Regions from separate parts of the Mus musculus genome. Here region 1 is linked to region 2. The links are chromatin contacts, called in public HiChIP or PLAC-seq maps. All regions are on one chromosome and are shown on one strand. Each heading gives the region's core, a stretch centred on a gene start, on an enhancer-like site or on the middle of the called end of the contact. The rest is flanking DNA. Distances are from core to core; before and after follow the strand shown.

The links. HiChIP or PLAC-seq counts read pairs in DNA pulled down with a chosen protein or histone mark.
Region 1: an HNF4G HiChIP or PLAC-seq map of pancreatic cancer cells shows a contact between it and region 2. The contact joins the promoter of Agpat2 here to the promoter of Nelfb in region 2. A contact is called at or near these places in 1 of 39 promoter capture datasets (the C10 cell line) and 1 of 115 datasets of contacts at active chromatin or transcription factors (pancreatic cancer cells).

Annotation. Positions count from the first base shown.
Region 1 is chr2:26,603,073-26,606,525 of GRCm38.p6, reverse strand. It overlaps Agpat2 (1-acylglycerol-3-phosphate O-acyltransferase 2 (lysophosphatidic acid acyltransferase, beta)), which reads left to right and starts at 2,109. Exons shown (of 6, transcript NM_026212.2): 1 at 2,109-2,497. The coding sequence starts at 2,316.
Region 2 is chr2:25,210,206-25,213,569 of GRCm38.p6, reverse strand. Nelfb (negative elongation factor complex member B) reads left to right here and starts at 2,081. Exons shown (of 13, transcript NM_021393.3): 1 at 2,081-2,468; 2 at 2,698-2,861; 3 at 3,033-3,132. The coding sequence starts at 2,223. Stpg3 (sperm tail PG rich repeat containing 3) reads left to right here. Exons shown (of 6, transcript NM_028961.1): 5 at 1-281; 6 at 398-1,011. The coding sequence ends at 531.

The sequences.
Region 1 (3,453 bases), core at 860-3,359, 1.4 Mb before region 2:
ATACCAAGAAGAACGTGGAGCCCACATCAAGGTATGGAGAAGACCAGCTGCCAACATAGTGAGACCTTGCCTTAAAATAGTAAGTCGTGGTCTGTGTTGGGATCACATGCAGTTCAATTGATAACCTGCTTGCCTAGAGTGCATGACTGCTCAAAGGCCTGGGTGTGACCCCCATCACCCTCAACCTGGCATGGTGGCAACCTCCTTTGAGAGGTGGGAGCCGGAGATTTAGAAGCCCAAGGTCATCCCCGGCTAGGTAAGCAGTTTGAAGGTGGGTTCAAAAACCCAACAGGAGCTGGAGAGATGGCTCAGTGGGTAAGAGCACTTGCTGCTCTTGTAGAGGACCCAGTTTCAGTTGCCAGCACTGTCTCCTGACTTCCTCAGGCACCAGGCATGCACATGGTATGCATACATACATGCACATAAAACACTTCACACACATAAAATAAACCTTTAAAACTTAAAGACGGCCGGGCGTGGTGGCACACGCCTTTAATTCCAGAACTTGGGAGGCAGAGGCAGGTGGATTTCTGAGTTCGAGGCCAGCCTGGTCTACAGAGTAGGTTCCCGGACAGCCAGGGCTACACAGAGAAACCCTGTCTCAAAAAAACAAAAACAACCCACCCCCCAAAAAAACAAACCAAACCAAACCAAACAAAAAACCTTAAAAACATAAACCAATACGCTAAATGAATAAATAAAAAGGACACCAGGTTGGTTAGAATTAAAAGGCAGGAAGGACTCAGCATACATTCCTGAGGGGGCTGCAGAGCTGTGAGGACCTGATGCCTTGGAGATCTCAGCTGGGATCCTAGCAGCCCCGTAGCACCCCTCTCCCCCCCCCCCTTCTCTCCAAGCATATCTGGGTCTTCTACCAGAGAAGCTGAAACCCTGCAGCTCACCCTGCCTGCAACCTCATGAGCACAGAAGCCTGAAGCTGGAGTGACTCCTGGTGGTTCCTTACCCACCCTGGCACAGCTTTGGCCCTGCTTTAAAAGCTAAGCACAGGGCTGGCGAAATGGCTCAGCCGGTAAGAGCATTGACTGCTTTTCCGAAGGTCCTGAGTTCAAGCCCCAATAACCACATGGTGGCTCACAACCACCGGTAATGAGATCTGACACCGTCTTCTGGTGTACAAGCAGGGATTGAGGGAGCAGAGTTGACCAGAGTTGAGTGGGCTAACCGGAGCGAGCAGGGGTCCTAAAAATTCAATTCCCAACAACCACATGAAGGCTCACAACCTATAGCTACAGTGTACTCGCATACATAAAATAAGTCTAAAAAAAAAAAAAAAAGCTAAGCACAGTTATATAGGTAGATATTAAAATTATCATCTCTCCGGATCTGAGAAAACCAGAGATTCTCTCAGAATGCCTGGATATAGGGGAGCCTGTGGGCACATTAATATCTACAGCCATCGCTGAGTTCCACACCTAGGTGCAGACCAACCTCACCAAAAAAGAAGCTAGATGCATTTTGTCACTGACATCTGCTCTGAGAACATGATCAGGAAGGATGTATATGGCTGGCCTGCAAGCCCAAGGCTTCTTACTACAAGTGTCCCAGTGAGCACCAACTACAGGCTGGCGGTTAGAACACAGTGCGCATGGGAACACAATCGCCTGATCCACACTGCTGGCCGGGCATCAGAAGGTCCCCGGTGCCACATTACCCCAGAGACACCCCCACTCCAAAACTCTCACTACTCCTTCTGCCTCCCCCAGCTCGTTGCATCATGGGAATAGGGCTTCAGTCTCCCTGCTCAAGGGAACCTAAAGGGCCCAGGCCACCAGCCAGGTGGCCTAGTCAGGTAACCATTGGTCACTCAGTAGCCGGTCAATGGTCCTTTGTGTGGTGACAAGACTGGCATAATGGGCACGTCTTAGGTCGGTTGCACACCCTTAGGGAGCTGCGGTGCCAGGCTGGGGACTTGTGGCCGCAAGCCCCGGTGCAGGGGCGTGGGAGGCAACGCCAGAGCCCAGGCCACCCGGCAGCTCAGAGATGGGAGCCGCGGGACGAGTGAGGGAACCTCAATGTCCTGCCGCAAGGGGCAGGGTGGCAGGGAGGGGCGGGGCGGAGAGGGTGACACCCGAAGGGCCGAGGGAGGCGGGGTCCGCGTCCAGGACGCGGCGGGGCGGAGCGGGGCGCGATGCCCCCCGGCAGGGCCAGGCCCGGAGGGGCGGGAACAGGGCGGGACGGCCGCACCTAGCTCTGGGCTTCCAGCCTGGCCCGCCCTCTACCCTCGGCGCTCCTCAAAAGGGGCGCGGGCGGCGGGTGGAGGGCGGCGGCGCCGTCGGGGCTGGGGTGCGGCCGCCATGGACCCGTGGCCATGGCTGACGGCGGCGCTGCTGCTGCTGTTGCTGCTTGTGCAGCTGAGCCGCACAGCCAGGTTCTACGCCAAGGTCGGTCTCTACTGCGTGCTCTGCCTGTCCTTCTCCGCCGCGGCCTCGATCGTCTGCCTGCTGCGCCACGGCGGCCGCACCGTGGATAACATGAGGCAAGGGGGCCGGACGCCGGGATGGGCGCGCGCTTCCGCTTTCCTAACTTCTGAGCTCCTCGCGTTCTTTCCTTCCTGCCCCGCCCGCCCCGCCGTCCCCACGGTCCGGAGCCTCCGACGACGCGGCTTCCCGTCCCAGGGGCGCGTGTCACGATGTGCGCCGCTTGTAGGGCTCGGCCCTGCGGCGCCCCCTGCGCGCAGCGTGGAGTGTCGGGTTTGCGCGCGCCGCTAGCTTTGGGAGAGGGAGGGGGCCGAGCGAAGGTGGGACAGGCCCAATCCCACTTTCACCAGCAGGGAAACCGAAGCCTAGCCAGGCTTCCGGTCCGTGCTTCCACCTCTCTGCCGGTTAGAAGACACCTGTGCCCAGGTTGTAGCCACAGGTTCTCCTTGTCATTAACTTCCTCTTCTGGGGGGTGGGGGCCGAACTGTCTTTGGACCTGGCTTGCTAGCAATAAAGGAAGGAGGCTGTGGCCAGAATCCTCCTCTGCCCATCTCCCAGAGCAGGGAAGCTTAGTGGACAAGCAAAAGGTACAGGTATGGAGATCAGGCTAGGTTGTCCTGCAATGGGGGCTGCCCGAGAGAAAAAGCCTCTAGTCCTTTCTCCCTGTCCACACTCCCAGGAGACTGTTGCTACATTTCTTTCTGCCCCATTTGGACTGCTGAGAGGGTGGGTTTTGCAATGTCCTGGCCTTGGCCTTGCCTGGGTGTTTCGGACCTTGTGCCCCTGAAGCCCCTCCTCCCCCGCGGTAGTTACAAGGACTGTGAATGATGGTTTCCTGACTCTCGGCTGTATCTGGTCGTCTTTGGGGTTAGGATGCTGTCCTGACCAGCCATATTTTGTGGGTCCCAGCCCTCATTTCTCAGGTGCTTATAGTGACTATCCAGTGTCCCAGGGAGCAGACATGCAGAGGAGACCCTTGCACAGAAGACAAGGGTGCCCTAGCTATGCACTTTTC
Region 2 (3,364 bases), core at 832-3,331:
CGAGTACACGCCGCTGAGCCAGCCTGCCTTCCCGGCCTTCAGCTTTGGAGACCGCCATCGCTCTGTTGTCAAAATGCCGGAGAGTCGCTTCCGCCCAGGGATGCTCCGAGCCCGAGGTCCTTGTAGCTATACCCCACTCTTGCCTACCTCAAAGCCCTCTGGCGAGAAGCGACCCAGCCCCAACACCTATAACATCCTTCCTGGGTACCGTCTGCAGAGCACACGCTCACCTGCCTTCTCCATGAGCCGGTCTCCTGCGTTTGCATCCTGGGTCAGCTCCTGTAAGGAAGACATAGAAAAAGAGTCTTGGCCTGCTTGGGGTTGGAGTGGGGCTTGGGCCGCAAGGGAGGGGAGGGATGCTGGGGTGACGACTAGGGTCAGCTCATTCTCTCTGCAGCCGGAACCCCAGGTCCAGCTGCCTACTACGTGGAAGACTGCTACAACTCACGCTTCCCATCTTCGCCTGGAGTAGTTATTCAAGGAGTGCGCAGACCCAAGCGCCACGACACAGGCCCTTTCTGCACACTATAGGCCCATCGGGTATAGGTTGCAAAGCTGACCTCTCTTGAGGCTTACCAAGGCTTCCTTTGGAACTCTTTGTCTATAGCCGGCTTTCTGATCCTCTAGACACCCCTCACCCACTCTTCTGGCTTAGGCTGTCCAACAAGAAGAGTCTTCCCAGAGTCCCCTTTCACCCCACTATACCAAGATGCAAATGATTCTTCTGAACTGTGGTCTCTGGTGTGCCTGGTTGCCCATCCTTTGCCCAATGGGCTGTCTTGAATATGTGGCTTTCTGCTTCCCTGGTATTTCTGGCTTTCTCTGTTCCTGCGTGGTGTTCTTTTCTTCAGGATTGAAATGGCAGTCTGGGAACTAACCCTAAGCTTTCTGACCTAGGATAGAATAGGAAAAGGCAATGTGGGACAATCTAATCCACTCACCTAAGGTCCAGCATCTACCTGAGGATCAGGGATGCTTGCTGGGCTGAGGAACTATTGGGATGGGATGGGAAGTCAGAACCTGGGGTGCAGACACCTGTCTGCAGACAGCCTTGCCTAGCCCACTGAGGTAGGACCCAGGGAATCAGCTCACCAGACACTGGCCCTACTCCCCTGGAGCCTTGACCTGAAGAGTCAACTGGGTTTGGTAACTTGTGTTCTGAGAACCCACGCCCAAAGCCTTCCCACCCTAGCCCCTGCCCAATGATGGTTCCCTCAGCACTGTTGATCTGCCTTCCTACTTAGAAGTAGCCCCCTTCAGGAGCCTTGCCCTGCAGCTAGTAATAGCAATTTCTCCAGAGCTCTCTCCATACTTTCTTCCACACCCAGACACAGATCTCACTAAAGAACGTTTTTAAAATGTATTTTATGTGTATGGTGTTTTGTTTGCTTGTATGTATGTGTATGTGTGCTTAGTACCCAGAAGACATTAGATTCCTTGGAAGTGACGTTACAGAGCTGCTATGTAGGTGCTGGAACTGAACCCAGGCCCCCTGCAATAAGCAGAAAACGTTCTTAACTGCTGAGCTATTATTTTCCTAGCTCTCAGAGCTGATTTCTTTCTTTCTTTCCATCCTCCCCAGACAGGCCCTGGCTGTCTTGGAAGTTACTGTGTAAACCAGGCTAGTCCTGAACTAACAGAGAGTCTCCTGGTTCTACCTCCCAAGTGCTAGGATTAAAGATATGCATCATTGCCAAGTGTGACAGCACAAGCCTTTAACCCCAGCAGTCAGGAAGCAGAGGGTCTGAGTTTGAGACAACCAAGTCTAAAGTGTCCATGTCTCAAGGGGGAAAAAAATTGTACTACTAAGCCCAAACCAGAACTCACTTAAAAAGTGACTTCATTTATGCATATAAATGCATGTATGTCTGTATACCCCATGGTGCTTGTGGAGGTCAGAAGAGGGCATCAGATCCCCTGAAACTGTCGTAGGTTCTGGTTCCCAGAGAGCAGTCGAACTGAAAAGCTGAAATTTTCATCGTACTGACAAGAGCGCGGGCTAGAGTGGCTAAGGCCTCCGGAGATGGGGTAACTTCACATCTCGACCCCGCCCCTTGAGCACGTTCTCACGACCTCTCACTGGGTAGCAAGTCGCTGCTCGGAACCTGCGGGCGGCGGAGGCGTTTTCCCGGGGCCTATTGGCTGCTGGACCTAGGCAGTCAAGGGCGGAAGTGGGAGGTGTGGGTCCGTGCGAGCTGCTCTGCTGACGCGATCTGGCCACACTGGAGGCGGCGGGCGAACGGGGCTTGGGGGGTCCTCGTGGCACCGTGGAGAGGGCTTCTGGGGCTCCGTCAGGGTCCGCTACGGCTCCAGCGGAGCGCGGTGGGGATGGGGTACACAGCCGAGCGTCCGCCGGAGCCTCCGCCATGTTCGCGGGGCTCCAGGACCTGGGCGTGGCCAATGGCGAGGACCTGAAAGAGACCCTGACCAACTGCACCGAGCCTCTCAAGGCCATTGAACAATTTCAGGTGGGCAGAAGGGGCCGGGGCAGCTAGGGAAGCTGGACACAATTCGGCGCGCTCCCGACGCTTGGATGGAGGCGCTAAAGGTTCTGCGCTAGGGACCCGCTGAGTAACTGAGTGTTTTCCCTTTTCCGCTGTTACTATGGCGGACCCTAGTACTCGGCATCCGTGGTGTCCGTGCTGACTTGGCTGCGGCCAAGCAAAATGCGTACGCGTTTACCCTCTGCTTCTCCAGACAGAGAATGGCGTGTTGCTGCCTTCCCTGCAGTCGGCCCTGCCCTTCTTGGATCTACACGGGACACCGCGGCTGGAGTTCCATCAGTCAGTGTTTGATGAACTACGTGACAAACTTCTGGAACGAGTGTCAGCAATTGCCTCTGAGGGAAAGGCAGAGGAGAGGTGGGTCTCTACCAGGAAGCTGCTTATCTTTGTGAGTAGCATTGATGGTCTCCATGGCTGCACAGCCCTACCTGTAGATACAACCTGGAATGGAATGTGTTTGAGGGATTCCTCTTCTCTGTATGTTCTGCATGTGGAGACACACTTCCTCAGCTGTGCAAATCTGTGCAGGTACAAGAAGCTGGAAGACCTTCTGGAAAAGAGCTTTTCTTTGGTCAAGATGCCATCCCTACAACCAGTGGTGATGTGTGTTATGAAACACTTGCCCAAGGTGAGAACTGTGGGGCCAGCCTCTCAGACTGTGTGTTTAGTGCAGGAAGTTGCTTAGCTCTGGGAAAGTTTGATGGACTTGCCCTCCAGCAAGCTCTGGGCCCCTTCTTTATATCACACACTTCCCCTGGTTGAGCCAAATGGAAATATTTATCCCTTGAAGTGCAGGGTGGGTCTTTTGTGGGAAGAGGACTGTGGAGATTCTGGATGCCTGAATTCACCTGCTAAGAGTT